2 separate regions of the Gasterosteus aculeatus genome follow, and region 2 is linked to region 1. Evidence: chromatin contacts called from public Hi-C data. All regions are on one chromosome and are shown on one strand. The core of a region is the stretch at or near the end of the contact, and the rest is flanking DNA. Distances in the headings are between cores, read along the strand shown. Region 1 holds the start of arfgef3 (ARFGEF family member 3). Region 2 overlaps LOC120820734 (LIM domain-binding protein 3-like).

Region 1 (4,390 bases), core at 523-3,022:
TGTCAGTGGGATGTGTGTGTCTCTAGGTCAGCGCTCTAATGGAAAGTCATTACGTTGATTATCTGCTGACCTGATGCTTGGACACTTTATGCAAATGGACGAGACAAGGACGAACTGATCACTCATTCAACCGATGAACACACGACTGCACAGTGTGTGTGTGTGTGTGTGTGTGTGTGTGTGTTACTCTGTCTCTAATGGACGACTGAGATCAAACTGAAATCACTTCAAATGAATTTTGACGCCCAAATCTGCCACAAGTCAGCGACCGCTCTAAAAATGAGCTTTTCTCATCAGGAATTTAAATCATTCATTAAATATGAATTGAGTTAAGTTTGAATTGTTCTGAATACGCATAAACGTTGACATAAACAACCCACCATGAACCAATTTGACAAACAAATCTTTCTGCGGAAACATTCTACAACGTGATTTCAAGGATATTTGATTCAAATGATTAAACATTTAAATGTGAGTGCGTGCTTTTGAATAACTCCCTGGCGCTTCACGTAGATTCTTTGCGCAGGAGGCACAGAGAAACACTCAGCAGGACACTTAAACTTCAGCTAATTGAGAATGCAACAGGAAAAAAAAGAGGAGAAGAGCTTAAGTCGCAGCTGCTGACATCAACCGGTTTAAGAATAATCACCATTAATGTGTTAATGTGTGTTAATGTGTGTGTAACCCGCATCCATTTAATCACCTTAACTGATGGGGAGGGATGTAGGACATTGACACGTAAGGACACACAAGGACACACAGAGAAACTTGAAGGTCGTGCCTCTCAGTTGGATTAAAGGTCTGTATATTCCACACAGATGCAGCATCCACAATGATTTAGAAACGGCATTAAGCCTGAAGGGAAAGGTAGATCGGGTCCATTCTCTATTCTTTAATTGTCCTTCAGCTGGCGGGAGATCTTCTTTACAAATATCTACCATTTAGGATGGAGGTACTTCTTCTCGTCTGACGTTTTCTTCCTCCTACACGTCTCTAGCAAACACCTGTATGCTTTTACCGTCAGACAAATTTCACATTTTTCAGCAAACCTGCTGATGTTTTCCACCGATCTGGTGCTCGTCTGTCTCTCAGGACTTCTGCTTGATTGCCAGCTGTTGCAAGAAGCTCCAGGGTGGAGGTGTGTGTGTGCGGGTGGAGGTGTGTGTGTGTGTGTGTGCGCGGCTGAGGGCATTAAAAAAATGAAAAGAAAAAAAATGATTTTTCGTTAAACCTTTAAATGAATTTTCTGTCAATCAGACGTATCATTGGTCACAGGCACAACCTTATTCAAAATACTCAATTATAAACCTGTTTTAAATGGATTTTTCAGAAAGAATTGCACTTTCTGATTCCTGTTTGACTTTTTGACACAAAAAACACAAAATTACTTTTACCGAAAACCAGCTGCTAAACGATCACTGCGTTCAAAAGACGCCTCGTGGAAAGTCAAGTGCTGTTATGTTGCACACGTAGCGTCCAAAAGACCTTAATGACAAAACTCCCATCACAAGAAAATGGGGGAAATGGATATTCAGGTTCTAACACAGATTCTACATCACATATAACAATTTCAAACCAATGCTTCTGTCGTAAGTAAACATTCTGCTTTTAACATGTTATCCATTAGTGAACATAAAGGATTTACTGCAGCACTTGGTTAAAACTGTTAGCTAATCATTATTTCCGTATGGATTTTACTGCTAATTAATTTCCATGCCGACACAATTATCCAGAGCCCAACTGGAAACCCTCACACATGTTTTTTCCATGAATTTTATTTTGTATTTTACATACAAATATAGTTGTCCCTGACGCTGTCAGTCAATGATAATGAAGTAGAAGTAGAAAGTGTCATAAAAAGAAAAGTACAGGTACCTTGCATCTGTAATTAAGTACAATATCACATCTCTTGTTTTCTCGTTAAAAGGCTCCGGCGGCGCAGAGCTCTATGCTTCCACGAGGAACTAAACTTTCGCACTCATGAAAAGAAAAAAATAGATGACCGTCTCCCGGTTTGACGCTTCAATGCGGCTCCGACCCAAATCGCACACTGTTGTGTAATGCTCATTGGCTAAAAGTGCAGCGCGTGTGTCTCAACGCTGTCCACTCAGAATGATGAGTACAAGTACACATCACACACAAGTGATGCGGTAACTGTGTCAAAGGAGCGGCCGGTAGCCGATTCAGCAGGTTTTACTTTTAAAATGAATGTTTTTGACACACTTAGATACTCGGCAGTGCGGTTGAATCATCGTATAGTTTAGTAGATCAGGCTTTTGTGTAGAGGCCTCGTTGGTTTAGTTGGGTGCAAACTATTGGCACCTGTTGGTCGGGCGTGTAGGCAGGTGGGACCAGCATGCACCTGGGCAGCCCAATGGTTTTAAACAGAGGCAGAGAGGCGACGCGTGAATGAACAATGGCCTCCCTGTAAAACCTGTGGCATTGTAATTATTGGGGGGGGGGGGTAGTAATTATTGAGGAGGCAGCACTGTGTCCTGGGCTCTAAAGGGCCCAACGAGTCCCCCCCCCTGCCTCACACACCAAGCACAACCCCAAACATTAATCCCAGGGTCACACCGTGGTACAGATCATCAGTAAGGCTACAGAAAACAGTAGAAACTATTTAATCCAACACCGCCATCAGGTGGACCCACGAGGACACGCGCTGCCTGTGTAAAAATCTGAATATGTAGACAGAATAAAAATCATAAGTAATCAATAAAAATAATATGTCACAATATATTTATTTTAAATATGTAAATTGAAAAGAATAGGTATTTTGTTAATGTAGAGTTACATTAATATGTAAATTGGGGGAAAAAATAATCTCTAGATTTATGATTTATGCCTTTTCCACAGAATAATAATACGCATAAAACAATAACCTACTCATAAATTTTTTAAAAACATTTCCCCATAACGTCACGAGTCGTGACGATGCTCTCTGACTCCACCTGCGCTTCCTCCACCTGTCGCCCCGCCGTCACAGGAAGTCCCGTTCCAGCCTCCACCAATCCGCGCCGCAGTTTCCAGCTCCCGTACTGGGGGCGGGGCGCAGTAAACACTGCGTTGCCAGGTCACAGCAAAATCCCCCCTTTTATTTGAGGGTTTTTTCCTTTTTGCGGAACGATCCCTGCGACGCGTCCTTCGCCCCGACGGCGGATTGATTTTTTTGTGGGATGGACGCAGGAAACCGGATCCTGGACGCGGTGAACACAACGAGCATCCACTGGAACGGATTTACCAAAACACGGCAGTGGCGAGCGGGGACACCCGACCGGCGGGGACGGGGAGAGTGGCGTCATTTCGCCGTGTTGATCCGCTGCTGGATGGGTGATGATTCCCGGTGACTGTTCGTCCGGTGTCGGATTATCTCCGCTGTGCCACCGAAAGAGAGGCTTCCTCGTCCCGCCGGCCGGCCTGACATCACCGCCCGCTCGTCAGGGGATGAATCACCGCCTTCATCGCGGGCTGCTGGTGCTGCTGGTGGGGTTCGGGATGCTGTCGCTGTACTGTTAACACACATTAAAAAAACAACACACACAACAGCACCTCCCGCACGCCCCCGCGCGTCTCCTCCCCCCCGCAGCGCGGCGCGTCTCCCCCCGGGAGTCAGCATGGAGGACATCCTGCGTAAACTGCAGAAAGACGCGTCCGGCCACAAGCACAAAGCCCTCCGCGACGCCTGCGTCTACGCCCGCGGTGAGTGCACAGCAGCTCCCCCCACCTGTCTCCCCCCGTCCCCCGCTGTCTCCCCCCCCGTCTCTCCCAGTCTCCGGCTCTAGTAAAAGGGGTAAAAAGGGTAAAAGCTTTAAAGTAACGTATTAAAATTATTATTATTATTTTTTATTATTATTATTATTATGTCGGGAGGCGACGGGGTCTTTGGCAGTGTTTTTTAAGGTGATCAATACTAAAGCCTTATAGTGAGGGGTGTGTGGGGGGGGCAATGTTGGGGCCCGTCATCCAAAACAGGTATTAAAAAAAAAAAAAAAGTTGCAACCGCCGTATTATGATTTTTGATAAACAAGCACAACTGGTCCTTTCAGAAGCATTCATTTCCTTTTAGGCCGTTTCATAAAAGCACGTGTGATCTTTGCAACAACACCGGCGCTTCCAACGCGGAAGGAACATAAACGCACCATCGTGGCCGACTCCTCTGGAGGCAGACGACCACCGATGTGCTGATCACCAATTAGAGCTTTAGGTTGTTTTTAAAAGGCATGACGTGTGATGACGTCACGGCCCACTCGATCATATTGCACACCAGTTGTGCTTTTAAAGATGACGTGAGGCGATGGGTCTTAATAAATGATCACCCACGCGGACCTTTCTGCTGACTCACTCGCCACCTTCTAGCCGACTGAGGGTTTGTTCCCATGCAAATGAT
Region 2 (4,718 bases), core at 1,166-3,665, 34 kb before region 1:
AGGAGGGAGAAGAGGAGGTGGAGGTGTTCTTACCCTCCGTCGGGCCCCTTCCCCTGCGTCTGTCCTGCGATGGCGTCCATGATGGCGTCCTGCGAGTACATGCTGATGGGCGTGTTGTACTGCGCGTGGATGATGGTGGCGTTGCCGCCGGGCCCTTTCACCTCGATGGGCTTATGGGTAGGCAGGGCGGCGGGGTTGAAGCCGGCGCTGTTGTTGGCAGGAGGGGGGACGGAGGGTGGGGGGGGTGACGGAGAGGGGGGGAGAGGACCGAGGTGGACAGATGGGTGGAGGGAAAGGAGGAGCGATGTTCGTAAGGGAAGGTTAGCGAGGAAGAAACAGGCCGCCATGCTCACCGCAAACGCTTGGACAGGAAGGCTGTTTTCATCAGAAACAGCTGATAGAGCCACACAGAAATCTCTTCTCTGGAAACACATGTTCCAATACTTATCAACCTTTAATGTTCATATAGAAATTCATTTTCTCCAATCTCACCATGCAGAAAAGATTCATACAGCAGGCCAAACCACTCGTTTCTATTTTAAAACTCCATCTTGTGTAACTGTCAGACGCTTCACGTCGTCTCTGTGCTTTCTGTGGTAATTGAAGCTTGAGGAACGTCAGATAAAACGTGTCAAACTGTGACCTTTATTCAAATGCCCCAAAATACATGAAATGAAAAAGATGCCATTCGTGCAGAATCGCTGCGGGGATTCAATCAATTACACCCCTCCCTCCCACGAGGCCCCATTTTTTAAACATACGACTTTGTCCGTGCACGCATGCAGGGTGAATGAGCACGCTGCAAAGAGCAGAGGGACAGTGAGACATCCGCAAAAAAGCCAGCCTAAAACACACAGCAAACCGCGATGGTGCACGTTCGCGCTGCACCGACGGCAGATGATTGTCCAAAAAATACAAGTAATTTCGGTAATAATAAAAAAACTCCTTTTAGCTTCTGTACCAGGTGGGTTTAAGGTCCAAATGGCCGGTAGCTCACCCGGTGCTCCCTGCAGGCTGAACCTAATTCCAAAGTAAATATAGGAATACTTGAGGGCCTCCATCAACAACAAAGACCCTTGCACCTCAACCAACATGTTGGGCTTCCACTACATGCCGCTACAATTCTGTGGGGGAACCCAAAGTGCTTTCTGGAGCCTGCAGCGTGGAACCTCCGCCTCATATCTGTCGAGCATCAGACCACATTTTCAAACAGACAATCTGACATTGACGTCGTAATTGTCGTGCCGTGTGAAGATAAACTTCTCTCTCGGCTCTCGTTTTTCATTCTTTTGTTCTGAAATGTCCTCTGCTAACCGATCCAGTGTCAGAAAGGTCAGCTTGAATCAGGTGGAGGCCCATGTTCTATAATGGGCAGGGAAACAACAGGGGCTTCTATGCTTCTGGGCGTTTTACCCACGTGTCAATTAATGCACAATAATGTACTTCTCTTCATCCCAACAGGGACCACAAAGACACCCACAGAGACAAAGCCATGCCTTAAAAACGACACACGATGCACTCAGCAGGAGGGGACACTGACTTGGGGGCGGCTGGGGACAAAACCTTGTTTGACCGACATGGAGAGGAAAGAAGGAAAGAGAAGACGATTAGCCGTCAGAAAACACGTTGGCATGTTTTGTGAGTTTTAACAGCAGGACAAGTTCCCGCTGCAGAAAGGAGAGAAGTGAAGGTCAGAGGTGAACGCGATGTACTCGCACTGCCCTCACCGCCGCACAGCTGTCAGATCAGCGAGTGAAGAGATTCTTCCTTTAGAGGCAACGGGACTTTGACCTTTATTGCAGCGACAATAATAAGAGCAAAAAAACTCTCGAGCGATTTGCAAAACAGAGCATTCATTCCTGAATATATGTAATATCAAGTTCAAATATATTATATATTCAATGAATTATTACTACTATAATTGTTGGAAATGAGCCAGATATTTGGATTCTTAAAAAAACAAAAATAGTGTCATAATAAGTCCCGTCGTCAGGTAACAAAAACACAACGATCCTTTTTTTCAGGGTGAAAGTCCAATACAGAAAGCGTACGGACAGGATGTGTGTGTGTACATGTGTGTGTGTGTGTGTGTGTGTGTGTGTGTGTGTGCGCGTGTAAGGTTCCCTGACCTTTAACAAACAGGTGTTTGGCCCCTTTAGTGATGCTGTAACCGAATCACACTGTGAACTGGGGAAACACCAACGCGTGTGCGTGTGTGTGTGTGTGTGTGTGTGTGTGTGTGTGTGTGGCTATGAATACGTATAGTAACAGTCACACACTTACAGCCCTGTAATATACCAGTGTAGAAACAGTTATGAGTTAAAGTAGGTTTAATCAATAAAATATGCTGTAGGTAACCAAATGTTGCTGCAACTAATATACAACACATATATACTTTGTATATTTTCATCATTTCATCATTCATATCCATGTTTAGGTTCAGCTAAGCTTTTTGGGGGGGAGACTTAATACACTGAATGTACTGAGCCCATTTTTCTCCTTCTTGGGGTTAAAGGTCAGCAGAGCAGAGGTTTTAGGGGAGTCAGTTATTGATCTCTAATCAGCGTGGAATCGTTCTCCCTGAAATGTCTCCAGTGTGACCTGTTGGTCCACGTGGCAGGACGAGGCCGCTAAAGGCAGCAGAGGTCTCAGAGGAGGAGCTGCTGGTTCACGCTCAGAGAAAAGCAACAAACCGTAGAATTAACTGTCGGTTAAACATTGCAAAGTAACTACTTTTGTTTTTAAAAAAGGTGCGAAACTTTGTTAGCTGATGTTAGCATCTGTTCCCATTGCTCATGGAGTGAGAATAGAACGTTGAGATGTTCAATGTGTTCAAACACCTGCATCCCCTGATATGACATCATTTCTTTTCCCAGTTGGCAGGACAGCACTGCAGAACTAAGAGCTAAGAAAGAAATGTGTTCACACCAGAAACAAACGGAACCGTGGTTCAGCCGTTTGTTGCTTCAGGGAGCGTCCGCTTGTAATTTTAGTCTTCCAACTAAAAAGTCAGGTTCACGTCCGGACCCAATGAGTTCGGGGCGAAAGCGCCCTGAATCCTCGCTGAAATCCAAAGAAACAATAGTAATTTTCCCTCCAGACTGCATGTGCATGTAGAGCCACTAAAAATCTGAACTGTACGCCGTTATTCAAAAGAGAAGCCGGGCATGAGGAAAAAACGTGGGCGTTCAGCCCTCTCATTCCCGCCTCTACCAACAGCTCTGCCTCCAAGACCCTCCTCCCGCCACGTTGACTCCTCCTCTCCGTCTCTACGTACCCGGCAGGCCGACCCGCCTGAACGGCCGCCATCTCCCTCAGAGCGTCCCCTGAGTACAGGCCGATGGGGGAGTTATACTGCTTCCTCTGGGCGGGGCTGACGGCCGCCGGCCTCCTCCCGGGGGAGCCTGCGTCTGCAGGCCCGGGGGAGGCGCTGCAGGCCGACGGGCGGCCGTTGACCTGCACTGACCGAGGCTTCGGGTGGAGCGGGGGGTGGGAGGAGACGGGGCCGGGAGGGAGCAGAGAATGTTGGGTAACAGCTATCAATGACTAATCAATATGTTTTAGAGACCAATCAGATTGTAAAAGGTGTAAAAATGTATTTTTGTAGGAACCAAGAAGTGAATCCATGAGGATTTCTTCACCTTGTTTTTGCATTATTTGAGCTCATATTACTAAATCAAGTGATTTCTCCTGTTTTTGGGGTGTTTTAATGGTTCATCCGCTGGCTTTTGAGACATATTTTTTGAGACAAGGATGAAGCTCATGTTCTTCTTCTCTCGGCCACCAGGAGGTGACAACTCATTGTTCTGAACTAGTGGCTGAAAAACTGAGGCTAAGGAGGAACTAAAGGGATCCTTCCACATTTAGATGCTCACAAGGAGAAAAACAAAAACCAATACATGTGCTGCCAAAACTTCATTTCAAGTCAAAACGTGAAAGTTAAGTTAAGAAGTCAAAAAACATGAATCAAATGTAAACAATGTGTTTTTAACATGTTTACAGTAATGACGGACTGGATTTTTATCAGTTTTCTGTGTTTATGTTCAGATTACAACACATTGTGATCAATACCAGATGGAAGCTGATCAGTTTCACTACCCAGGGTGCATTTGGGGGAAGAAGGCATCTACCGTCCGGCTATGTGCAGCAGCAGAAGTGCATTATGGGTAAGCTACCTGTTGGTGCGGGATCATGGGCATGGAGGTGTCGAATCTCTGTGCCTGCATCGGAGCGGGACGCTTTGACCTGAGGGAAGGAAAAGAAAAGATGAGATGATTTCGGGTTAACTTTCATTGGCCGTGCTTTGTTTTGTCATCAACATTTTTGTCCACACAACCAATGAGTTTATGAATTAATCGTTTAGCAACTACGAGATACAATCTTTCACAGGAGGTTATAGATTATAGATTAGGTTCAAATCTCTCCCAAAGGTGTTGAATGCAACATAAAAAATTGACACATTCACTTGTTTTGGTTATATATCTGCTTTGTACCGTTACGTATTAAGAATCCGGACAGAAATGTAACTAGTTGGGTCCAAAGGTTTCTGGGGAAGGAAAGGTCATTTGTCTAAACTCCTGTGAAACCTGTTGTATTTAGAACCAATTTACTGTCAGACCAGCGGGTCGTATCCGTCATCCGTACATGTGATTGTTACCAGAACCATGAGAAAAAAACCCAAAAGGGTCAAAAGAAAGACTTTTAGCTCCAAGTAACAC

What was found. Hi-C and Micro-C count contacts between places; a contact is called where the count stands out from the background.
Region 2: a contact with region 1 is called in a Hi-C map of skeletal muscle, with 4 times the contacts expected there. The contact joins the enhancer-like site here to the promoter of arfgef3 in region 1. A contact is called at or near these places in 2 of 6 Hi-C or Micro-C datasets (both in skeletal muscle).

The regions. Positions count from the first base shown.
Region 1 is chr6:18,135,452-18,139,841 of fGasAcu3.hap1.1, reverse strand. arfgef3 (ARFGEF family member 3) reads left to right here and starts at 1,772. Exons shown (of 41, transcript XM_078104889.1): 1 at 1,772-3,702. The coding sequence starts at 3,618.
Region 2 is chr6:18,169,903-18,174,620 of fGasAcu3.hap1.1, reverse strand. LOC120820734 (LIM domain-binding protein 3-like) reads right to left here. Exons shown (of 14, transcript XM_078104900.1): 5 at 4,176-4,245; 6 at 3,278-3,471. Among protein-coding and RNA genes, the nearest start is that of LOC144409511, 14 kb to the right of the region's middle. Within about 2 kb of position 2,415, at least 3 of the 9 cell types and tissues checked have open chromatin away from gene starts, as enhancers often do.